2 separate regions of the Urocitellus parryii genome follow, and region 2 is linked to region 1. The links are chromatin contacts, called in public Hi-C maps. All regions are on one chromosome and are shown on one strand. The core of a region is the stretch at or near the end of the contact, and the rest is flanking DNA. Distances in the headings are between cores, read along the strand shown. Region 1 holds the start of Afg3l2 (AFG3 like matrix AAA peptidase subunit 2). Region 2 holds the start of Chmp1b (charged multivesicular body protein 1B).

What was found. Hi-C and Micro-C count contacts between places; a contact is called where the count stands out from the background.
Region 2: a contact with region 1 is called in a Hi-C map of muscle, with 6 times the contacts expected there. The contact joins the promoter of Chmp1b here to the promoter of Afg3l2 in region 1. A contact is called at or near these places in 2 of 2 Hi-C or Micro-C datasets (liver and muscle).

The regions. Positions count from the first base shown.
Region 1 is chr13:59,539,027-59,545,163 of mUroPar1.hap1, reverse strand. It overlaps Afg3l2 (AFG3 like matrix AAA peptidase subunit 2), which reads right to left and starts at 2,378. Exons shown (of 18, transcript XM_077792276.1): 1 at 2,169-2,378. The coding sequence starts at 2,285.
Region 2 is chr13:59,784,927-59,790,822 of mUroPar1.hap1, reverse strand. It overlaps Chmp1b (charged multivesicular body protein 1B), which reads left to right and starts at 3,258. Exons shown (of 1, transcript XM_026415495.2): 1 at 3,258-5,231. The coding sequence starts at 3,395. The coding sequence ends at 3,994. The region is part of intron 5 of Gnal (G protein subunit alpha L); the gene reads left to right.

The DNA of each region.
Region 1 (6,137 bases), core at 1,129-3,628:
AGTCCCTTATATAAAATGGTACAATGTTTGCCTAAAACTTATACACATCCTCCTGTATACTTCACATCACCTCAAATTACTTTTAATAATACAATGTAAATTTTATGTCAAATGTTGTTATACTATATTGTCTAGGGAAGAATGACAAAAAAACCTATATCTATTGAGTACAAATGCTATTTTTAAAAAAATAGGTTTGTTTCCAGTGTACCCTGGGATATGGAGGGCTGCCTGATAATGGAATCAGAATGGCATGGAGGTAATACAAAAGGTTCTTTATCATACAAGAACTGGGCATATGGTAAGCACTCCATAAATATTTGTTGAATTAAGAAGCCCCTATATGCTCTATTTTCAAATTGCGTTGACATGGAATATTCCTACTAACCTAGTGATAATCCCCATGACCGCATTTTTCACTGAGGTTATTTTCTATAACAGAATCATCAATGAAGCTTTTCTCCTCTGCATACCCAACCCAAGCCCAGGGTGTCTTGTCAAAGAACATGAGACACCAATTCACAAAATTTATGCTTAGAGCACTTCACCTCAGAGGATCAGCTTCTATGTTTGACAATATGAAGTTGCTTTATCAGTCTTTTCCCCGAGGTGTAACACTTGAGAACTGGTATCTCAACACATCAAAATCTTTTTCCAAGGGACCATACTGTGAGAATAATACTCCTGTCTGATCTTCAACAGTAGCATGAAGGAAAACCTGTCCTATGAGACTCCCTCATAGGTAGCACAGTAATGCCCCAGTGTCCCCCATTCAACGCTAGGGAATATGGCACAGACTACTCTCCCAATCCATTAGCTGTAGCTGTCAGCACAAAGGACTTCCTTCTATTTCAGCACTGGTGATTCCCAGGGCCAACAGTGCCATTGCAAAGAAAGGTATTTTAGGTAAGATTCCTGCCATAAAAACTGCAAACTCACCAGGTAGATTCCTACCTGCCCATTGTATGTTTGAGACCAACGTCCACTAGAGCAAAAGGAAAAAAATCTAAACCAGGAAAGAAGAAAATGGACACAATACAAGAAACTGAAAAAGGCTTAGTGCAACGCAGTAGAGAATAGGAAAAAAAGATGAAGAGAACTACGGAATAAATACAAGACTGGCATGCAAGTAAATATCATAAATGCAAGTACAATCAGCTCTCCACATCCTTGGATTCCACCAATGGCAGACTGAAAACATTATGGGAACGGGGGAAGAGGGATAGCATCTATAAAGAACTTTTTTCCTTGTCATTCCCTATACACCACGATGTATACTATTTATATAATATTTACATTGTAATAGTATAAGTAATCTAGAGATGATTTAAAGTATATGGGAGGGCTGGGGATGTGGCTCAAGTGGTAGTGCGCTCGCCTGGCATGCGTGCGGCCCGGGTTCGATCCTCAGCACCACATACAAACAAAGATGTTGTGTCCGCTGAAAACTAAAAAATAAATATTAAAAAAATTCTCTCTCTCTTTAAAAAAAATAAGTATATGGGAGACCATGGGCAGGATATATGCAAACACTCAGAGCATCCCTGGGCTCTGGTACCCTCGGGGTCCTGGGATCAATTCCCTGCGGATACTAAGGGACCCGGTACTATTACTTCCCCCATTTAAGTGGAAAGGCTGAGCCAACTTCCTCAAGGGCATCTGGCTAGTAAGTGGCCACCCAAGTTCCAGCGATGGAGCCCAGGGCCTCGACCACCTGCTGCGTACCTCCGGTAAACCAGCGCTGGCTGGAGCCGGCAGCAGGAAGCTGTGTAGGACACTGCTGACCTGGACCAGAGGCAGGTGACTGCACGGCTGTCAAGCACTACCATCTCTTCAGAAAGACCCCTGGCCGCCGCGCGCGGGCCTAGCGGGCTGGCATTCGCCCCCAACGCCCCGAGGGCGGCGCGGTTACGCAGTGCGGCGCACGGCCCTACGCGGCGAGGCGGCTTCTTCACGCCAAGGGCCAGACGGCGCCGGGCTGCTCACCGAGCGCAGCCTCCGATCCTCTGGACACAAGCGTGTCCGGCGGACAGCACACGGCACACGCGGGTGCCAGTCGCGGCCGGCCCGGCTCTCCAGGGCCCGCGCGCCGCGGGGCGGTGACCTTGACGCTGCCTCCGGGCCGGAAGCAGGCCCAGGAGAGGCGCAGGGCGGGAGCCGGGACTCACCTTTCGCAGGCAGGGCCGCTCGCCGGGGCCCGCGCCGCCGCCGGGAACGAAGAGCGGCGGGAGACCGCGGGGCCGACAGCCGCCGCGGCCCCACAGCAGCAGGCAGCGGTGCGCCATGACGGCCGGCGCGGCCCACTCCGCCCGGAGCGCCGCGCAGGTGCGGAGGCGGCTCGGATAAAGGGCTCCGGTCGTAGAAAGCTACGCGCGACTGCTGGAAGCCAGCGGCTTGCCGCGGGCCCCAGCGCTCCACGCGCGCGTCCCCCTCGGCCCCGCCCCGGCGTGCTGACGTCGACGTCCCCCTCGGAGCGGAACCGAAGGGTAGGAACGTGAAGGGCTGGGCCGAGGGAGCCGTGGGGGGTGGGCGGGGAGGGGGCGGGGTCTAAGGGCAGGGCGTGGAGAGCGGGACCTAATGCGTGGAGAGCGTGATAGGAGGAGGGGCAGAGGGAGGAGCGTGGAGGGCGAGACCCAAGGGCAGGGGCGTGGCGAGAGACGGGGTCTGAGGACGTAGGCTGGCGTGCAGGAGGCGGGGCCTGTCGGCAGGGTTTTTGGAAAGCTGGCCCTAAGGGGCTGGGCGGTGGCGGGAGGTGGGACGTGAGGGCTGGACCTTTAGGCTGGGGTCGCGGGGAGGGAGAACGCGGGCACCGAGGGGGTAGGGAGGGCAAAAAAGAAGTGCAAAGGCTGCTGGGGCCGTGGGTGAAAGGACCTTTTCCACTAAGGGCTCCGTGTCGTCTTTGTCCTCTTAGCATTCGCTGTCATTTGCCACATATGACTCAGTACCTTTGGCTGACATGGTGGCGGTCCGCGAAGATGCCCCAACACATCTCTAACTCCTAGGAAGGCAACACAAAGAATCACAAACCAGCCATCTAAAAGCTATAATCAAAATGTTGGGACTATAATCTCTAACTTGGGCCCATGGGGATCCCTTTGTGGTAAGTGTGCTGTGTCATCAACAGAGACAAACTCATTTGTGTCTTTCTGCAATGTCAGAATTTATGGAATAACAATAAACTCACAGGATACTCCACTTTCATCAGCAGCAGTTCATCGCATACTTGTGGGCACCTGGTATTCATTAACCAGGAAATCAGATTGATTTGTTCCAATCTTAATTTCTAATATCTGTAACACTCGAAGTCACACATCACACTTCACACAGTCATACATGTAGATTAACAAAAGGCTAAGAAACGGTTAAGGCAAGTACATGGTATTAGAAGGCTGACTGAGAGGCAGACAGAGAGCAGCTATGAATGAGACTGACTGTAGGTGTCAGGTAAGACCAGGAACCAGCCAAAGGACTTGTTGAGGGCCCAGAGCTGACAAAGCACAGAACTTAGTCTAAGCTAAGATCCAGAAGGCAGCAGTATTAGTGTCATATTGGAGTGTCAGCTTGAGATGGCAGCTTGGAGTGGGCTGTGTGAGCCTCACAGGCAGAAGAAACCACTCTGCTGAAGCCCAAGGACAGTAATTCAGAATTGGTTGCTATGGTAATTTTCCTGAGCTTGTCATCAAGGAGTGACTGGGTGACAGGGTCAGGGTGCCTCTCTTTTTGTGGGTCTCAAGTGAGGAGGCATCATTTGGTAGTCTGGTGTCTTTGACAAGCTTGTGGGCCTGGTTTTCCAGTAGGAGTTTGATGCACCCATGTATCCACATGCTTCTATGCAGCCGTGTGCTTCTGATTGATTTGACAAGTTCTTGGGTAATCATTATTAGCATGATTAATTTACTTATCAATTCTTGTGATAGGACTACACCCAGCATATGGAGGTTGTCTACTTGTACAGAGAGGGTGTAGAGTCCTTCCACTCAAAATTGAGCAGCTTATGGCAAACTACGGCTTTACAAAATGAAGTAACAAAGCTTTTGGCAAAGCCTGAAAATTGCTATTCTATACATCGTGGAGTAATACAGAGAGGGCACAGCCTGCTCTACATACCTTTCAAAGAGAAATGATGTTCAAAATCAAGTGAGTCCTCCAGAAGGCAGAAAGTCAAACTGTTCAGCACACAATGACTGCAGAGAGGAGAAAGAGGACTGGAAACAAAGTTCTGAATCATGGTCATCATTCATTAGCTCTGCCATGGCTGTGTGGCCTACTAGTTGACGATGCTGTGTAAGGGAGAAGGCAGGAAAGGCAGATAAGGCTGAGGACTGGTGAACAGAAGTGCCGCGGTCTGGCTGGGCATAAATCACCGAGCTGACACAAAGCACTTGTATGTTCAAACAGGAAACTTTATTGCCTGAACTCCACCAGCACTCCCGCACACTCCCTGGGAACTCTCTTAGCTCTCCACCCGGCTCCGCCCCAACTCTCTGATCCAGGAGAACTTCACGGGAACTCCAAAGTAGTGGGCAACCGAGGCAGCAAGAGCCTCCCTATTGCTGGACAGTAAAGGTCTATATACAATTGAATACACAGCTTAACATAACCATCATCATCTCAATGACTCACTGGCTTCACCTCTCACCCATTCCCTTCTGGCAAAATGCCATGGTCATCCCGACTGTGGCCCTCAACACAGAAGTCTTCAGGAGTGTGCACATGTCCATGCATGTACACACAGGAAGAAACTGAAGAACAGACGCTAAATGTTAACAGCATAACTCACCAGAGTGGCAAAACTCCAAAACTTTGACAACTCACTCTGCTGAGGCATTCTCATAAATGATACAGTGTGTAGAGTGGTGCAAGCCCATGCATGAGAGGGCCCTGGGCAATGCCACCTACAGAACCAAGATCCTCAGATACCCGGTTTATGGTTTATGGTTTATGGAAATGTGTCCTGCTGGGTAACCCACCCACATGTAAATGCTTGAGTACAGGTATATTAAGTGCAGCGTTATTTTTAGTAACATTTACTGGAAACCACACACATGTGCATCTCTAAGACCTAAGACTATGAAAAATTCACACATGTAATACTATATAGCCATTTTTTAAAAATGAAAATAACTTCTGCTGTAGAGAAATAGGGCCTGAAACAACAAGGTGGGGAGGACACAAAATACAATTCTGAAGACAGTGAACATCAGGCAACAATAATCTCTGAGAGACAGGAGACAAACAGGCAAGTCCTGAGATGGCCCCAGCTTATTACAGGACAGTTTCCATCTTGGTCTGCAGACAAGGAACCCAAGCAGAGAACAACAGTCTCTAGATTGAAGAGATGGAGCCAGGACTTTTGGAACACCCATAATAAGGAGAAAAATCAAACAATTGCAAACGACACAGAAATTACATAGGTGAAGAATTAGTAGATAAGAGCTCTTAAAAGAATTAGCATTATCATAGCTGAGTACAGTGGTATATTCCTGTAATCCCAGCAACTCCAGAGACTGAGGCAGGAAGATTACCAGTTTGAGGCCAGCCTCAGCAACTTAGCGAGACCCTGTTTCAAAATAAGAAATAAATAAAAATGTCTGGATACATATCTCAGTGGGAGAGTGCTCTGAGTTCAAACTCCTATACAAAAAAAAGAAAGAAAAGAAAAAAGTTAATACTACTATTTTCTGTATGTGCCAGAAACAAGAAGGAAAACTGCATATATTAAGGAGAAACATGGAACACAAATTTAAAACTAAACTAAACATCTAAGAATGAAAATTACAACACCTGAGATGAATAAGTACACTGAATGGAAGATTACATTGCAGAAGGAAAGATTAGTGAATTTAAAGAAAGACATAGCATAGAAACTATTCAATATTAAACAGAGTGAAAAAGATCAACAAAATTTAACAGTGCATCCCCAAGCTGTGGGATCTGACAGTGCATTGGAGTTCCTAAAGGAGAAGAAAGAGAGGGAGGAACAGAAAGAATTTTCAAAGAAATAATGGCCAGAAATTTTTCAAGTTTGCTGAAAACTATAGACCCATAGCTCCAAGAAGCTCAATGAACCATAAGCACAAGAAACACAAAGAAAGCTACAGAAAGGAACAACATAATCAAATTATTATTTGGGGGGT
Region 2 (5,896 bases), core at 2,009-4,508, 240 kb before region 1:
ATCTCATATCCTACCTGTGTATCTGAAGATTAAACACCTATATGGGTTCAAAAAGAGGGAAATAAAAGTTCCAAATTATACCATATATTTCCTAACATGTTATAATGAAAATAATTAACTGGTTTGACTCACAGCTTTCTGGAAATGTTGGCAGTCTAACAGAACATTACTTCTCTTCACTGAGAAAGATCTGCTTGGCTAGGGGTGCCGGGAGCCACAGCCACGGCTATCCAGTGGTTTGAACTACACTTTCATCCCCCATATTAGATCCTGCAGGTTCTTAGGAGCAATCTTAACTGTCATAGGCCTGAAGTCTCTTTTGACAGTAATTACCAAATAATCTTCCCTTTGCTCGTTACACACACACACACACACACACACACACACACACACACACACACGAGTGTAAGACAGGCTTAAGGCTGTCACCTCCAGCGGGGGGCAGAGAATGGAAACACGTGGAGATGGAGATGCGTTAGACACAGATGTGGGTGAGGCCTCATCAGGGGGTTCCTAAGACTCTGACCTGAAGAACCCATGGAGGGGGTGCCATGGCTAAGTGGAGATGAGGAGATTTTGGGGGCAAGGACTGAGTTGAGTCACCCTGAGGAGCTGCGAAGGGTCTTGTGTCACAGATTATCCTGGGCCAAGGAGATGGAGAGCTCAGAGGGAAAACCTGCTCCAGATCCTGCTAGCAAGGTGGGACCCCTGAGGGCAGGGACTAGAGGCAGGGCTTGGCTACTTCCCCAGAAGGGTGGGGACAGCAGGGGCCAAGGTGACTGAGCCTTCTCCTCCAGGTCTGTCACCCCGTCTCTGACTGGCTTCTGAACTCTGCCCCTTTCTTTGTACATTGTCCAGCCAGGGTGGGGCCCGGGCATTCCATGAGCAGCTTCAGGTGGTGGCACCTTCTTTTAGCAGCTACACTGCAGCGAACATTGACCCTGCAGTCCCTACAGTCCACACAACCCTCCTTCTTCTCAACACGACAGCTGCTGAGTCGCCTCCCTCTTTTAGGCCAAGTGAGCATCCTCTGTTTTCCCTAACCTACCTGGAACAGATGCCCCATTGTTTTGTTCCTGGTCCTCACACATCCACGGAACCTGGTTTCTGCCATGTAACCAGATGTGTGGTCTTGGACAAATTCCTTTGGGCTCTGTGCTTCCCTTCCCTGATCTGCAGGCTGGCAATGTTACCAGTATCCACCTCACAGGGGCTGCGAGTTAAGTCGTGGAAAGCACCTAGAACAATATCTGGCACATAGTCCTTAATAAATGGTAGTTGTCACAATCATCATCATCTCTCATGATTATATTCCAAACCATCTCACCTAATTAGAATTTGTTATTAAGAAGGTACGCATAGTGAACACCAGCAAATCCAGCTACTCAGGAGGCTGAGGTGGGAAGATTGCAAGTTTGAGGCCACGCTGGGCAACTTAGTAAGACTCTATCTCAAAATAAAAAAATAAAAAGGGCTAGGAATGTAGCTCAGTGGTAGAGTGCCTCTGGGTTCAATCTCCAGTACCAAAAAAAAAAAAAAAAAATCCCCACAAAACATGTTTGTTAAACTGTTTTTGCAAACTGAAAGAAGAGCCAGGGAGCTGAAAGGAGGGGAGGGTGAGAAGAGAAGGGGCCCTCCACGCTCCATCCCCACTTCAGAGAGATTTCTTCCCTCTTACTCATTTCTATATCACATTTCTAGAAGTTTTCTCTGGAGAAAGAGTTCTGCTTTGAGGCAGGGGAATCTGTTAAGCTGCTAATTAGGGTCATGTCCCAGCCCCTATCTGTGACAGCTGGAATCAGCAAAGCCTTACTGCACACAGTGCCTGGGGTGTTCTGAGCACTTGTAGTAGTCCACATGCAATCAAAATGAGAATATTCTTTGCGTCCAAGTAGCTCATGTATAATTGTTGTGAGCCAGGCATATGCCCTGTGCTGTGGTATCCACACAGAAAAAGTAGCAGCACTCAGGGGACATGAGGGAGTCCTGGGAAGGCTTCATGGAGGAGGTGGCAAAGTGGTGGACAGAAAACCCAGGACATGGGGAGGAGCAACATGTCTCATCCTCTGCCTTGGTCCAGTGACTCAACCGACTAGCAGCTTCCATGCTTCCGCCTGGTTTGACTGGCATCGGGCAGCAAAAGAAAGGAGCCAGGATGCCCCATAGGAGTGTAACCTGCATGTCTGGAGCAAGAGATATCATCAGAGCTGTGCTTCAAGGGGATGCACCCGGCACTGGCACCCCTTGAACTGACTGGGAAACTAGCCCAAGAAGCCCCAGAGATATGGAGACTCTAGAGGAAATGACTTGTAAACAGGATCCTCTGAGTATTCCCTGCAGCCTAGGTCATCCGGACAGGTTGGACGTCCCTTGCCTTTCGTTCTTGCTACGTGGGAGGGGTTTTTCTAATGGGAAAAGTCACGGTGCGCACTGCTGCCATCCAAAAGCTGCATTTACTGTTAAAGGGGAAGATACCCAGTGACAGCTGTGACTCATGCCCGTGTGCGGGGTTCCGGACCTCGCCGTCCTCTGCCTGTCAACCTGGAATGTGACTGAAGTTCCTTGGGTATTTTATAAAACATCAAAAAGACAGACTCGTGTCAGCAGAAGCCAGGTCTTCTTATTCCTCAGCCACGGGCCGACCTGGGGTGATGGTTGCTGAAGTCGGAGCGCCTCGGTTTTGAGGTTTCCCACCCGCCGCGCTCTGCAGCGCAAACCGTGGGTCAGCGCGGACCCTGCCTTCATCCACCGTCTCAGGTTCCCCTGAGAAAGCGGAGCTGCCCGCGTCAATCAGAGAGCGCCCACGTCAATCAGAGAGCTCCCACCGGCTGACCTCGCCGGGTCTCCTGCGGGTCTCCAGCCCCGGCCAGACCCTCTGCCGAAGCCCGGCGGGCCTGGCGCCTGGCTGCGTTGGCGTGCAGGTCCGAGCGTAGCCGCTTACGTCAGAGGACGTACTCCTACGCCAGCGTCTGCGAGCGCCGCTCCGGTGAAGTTGGAAACGGGCTAACGCTTCTCAAGCCACGCGGAGCCAGCGCTCGGGTCAGTAAATGGGCGACGCGCACAGCGCGGGCGTCGGCGGTCCAGCCAGCTCCGCCCGAGGCGCCGTGCGTCACGCAGACCCCTCCCCCGGCGCCCTCCGACCCGTCACCCCGCCCTTCCTCTCCGCGCCTCGCGCCACGCAGGGCACGCCCCTGGCTCCCTTCGGCTCGCAGTCCCGGTCCCGCAGGCCCCGCCCCGGCGCCTAGTTCTGACGTCACCGTCTGCGTCGCGCGCGGTGGAAGCAGGAAGTAGGACCAAAACAAAGGAGCGGCTGCCGGGAGCGGACCTGCCTCTCCTCGCCTCGCTTCCGCGCAAGCCCGGGCCCTGGCCGCCGACCCCGAGGCGGCGTCCCGCCATGTCCAACATGGAGAAGCACCTGTTCAACCTGAAGTTCGCCGCCAAAGAACTGAGCAGGAGTGCCAAGAAGTGCGATAAGGAGGAGAAGGCCGAAAAGGCCAAGATCAAGAAGGCCATCCAAAAGGGCAACATGGAAGTGGCCCGGATCCACGCCGAGAACGCCATCCGCCAGAAGAACCAGGCCGTGAACTTCCTAAGGATGAGCGCGCGCGTGGACGCCGTGGCCGCCCGCGTGCAGACGGCCGTGACCATGGGCAAGGTGACCAAGTCGATGGCCGGCGTGGTCAAGTCCATGGACGCGACGCTGAAGACCATGAACCTGGAGAAGATCTCCGCGCTGATGGACAAGTTCGAGCACCAGTTCGAGACCCTGGACGTCCAGACGCAGCAGATGGAGGACACGATGAGCAGTACGACGACGCTGACCACTCCCCAGAATCAGGTGGACCTGCTGCTCCAGGAGATGGCAGACGAGGCGGGCCTCGACCTCAACATGGAGCTGCCGCAGGGCCAGACCGGCTCCGTGGGCACCAGCGTGGCCTCGGCCGAGCAGGACGAGCTGTCGCAGAGACTGGCCCGCCTGCGCGACCAGGTGTGACGGGCCGGAGGCTGCCGCAGGAGGCCCGCGGACAGGCCCGCGAGGCCGCCTCCGCCCAGCAGCTGCCGCTCGTGGTGACGTGTATTTTTATAGCCGCCTTTTAACAGAACTGGTTGAGTGGTGGGCGTGGATCTCGGCCCCTCGGTGACGCTGCCTACCGAGGAGGGTCCCATCCGAGGCCAAGTGTGTGTGTGCGCGTGTGTCGCGTGTTTGGTGGCACACCGAGTGACAGGTGGTCCGTGAGAATTAAAGAAGGGGATGATTATTTTGATTACACAGCTATAAACACTTCGTTCAGTCGGCAGTGCTGTTTCTGTATAGCCTTTCTTTCGATTTTGATTTGTTTGGTTTTTGCCATCAAAGCAAGACTACAATTGACTATTTGTTCTCATAACTTACTCTAAAATTATCTTAGATCTTAAAATAATATTCTCTTGCTGTTTACATTCTATAAATTTTCATGTGATAATGGAGTTTGTGTAACTGGAAAAAATGCCACAAAAGTTAATTTATTGGGAAAAATAAATTTGTTCATTTATATTTTCTATTTACAGAGAGTTTTTTAAAGGACTTAGATGTAATGTTTGACAGTTTCCTAGTTATTTCACGATGTCATCACTTTAATCAGACTTCTCCTTAAAGTATGTTAATTAGCATGATAGTCATTTTACACACCTAACATTGCCAAAGAACAGCTGATTGGTCTGGGGAAACCTTGGGACTGTATGTTTATAGGTTTCATTTTTATTTTAACAACCAAAAATGAAATAAAATTAGTTCTAATTATTTTAAGTTCTAATTATTTTCATTTGTTATTTGTCTTAAAGTAACAACTTTAAAAACCTTAAAAATACAAGTTGTAATGTTTGACTTAGCCATGCAAACAAGGCATGTTCCTCCGGCCAGCTGGAAGTGTGGGAAGGGGAGCCAGCTAGGGCTGGGGGTCTGAACTGCATTCGGGGCTGGGTCATTTCCCAAGGCTGTGTGTCTGGCTGAAGAGCAAAGCAGGCCTTCTCCACTCTGCTTGGGCTCAGAACAGGGAGAATTGCACTTATTTTGCTTGGCAATTAAATTAAACTATGTTAAATACTTGTAAGTTTTTAAAATTCTCCTTCATTCACTGGAAGATTTCTCCCTAAGAGAATTCCGGTATTTCTGAAAATAGGGACTTTTCCAAGCTCTTTGAAAGATTCACCACCAAGTACACATAGATAACATGTTTTCCAGTGTGAATGAATGTTTAAGGAAAAAAGAAGCATAGGCAGATGAGGACTGACCTTCATAGTAAGTTTTTTAAAGTATATTTGCCGGGGTGTTGTTCAGAAGTCTGCTCTACGGGACTCTTGTCGATTGCCCAGAGTCTTCTGTCACAGGCCCTTAGCAGGTCGGGTGTCCTCTCATCGCTTGGTTTCGCAAAGCCTGCCTGATGTGAGTACAGCATGTGTCTTAAACCCTCTTTGGACTGGAAAATTATAATTAGAACTCAAAAAATAGCTTAGTGTTGAATTCTTTGGTATGTTGAAGACACTTTTGTAGTGCAGATATTCCCATTAAAATATTTTTTGTAAGATTAAACAATTCTTGTATATGCTTGAACTTTCTTAAAATATGTTCATTTCATACTATATGAATGTACATTTTTTATGAATCAAATATTATTTTCAAAAGCACCACTACAGGCCCATGAATTATTTCCTCACTTTTGGAGTTGATGCAATGATAAGATGTAAATCACAGAGATTTTGTTAAATAAATTGTTTTAAACTGCACGTTATTGCATATGAGTATGGGTCCTATTTAAAAAGTTGCTTATGTGCTGGGATGTAGCTCAGAGTACAGCACCAGCCCACACACACAAAAAAAGAAAAAGAATCCAGAGGTAGATTTCGCTCAAAAAGCCTG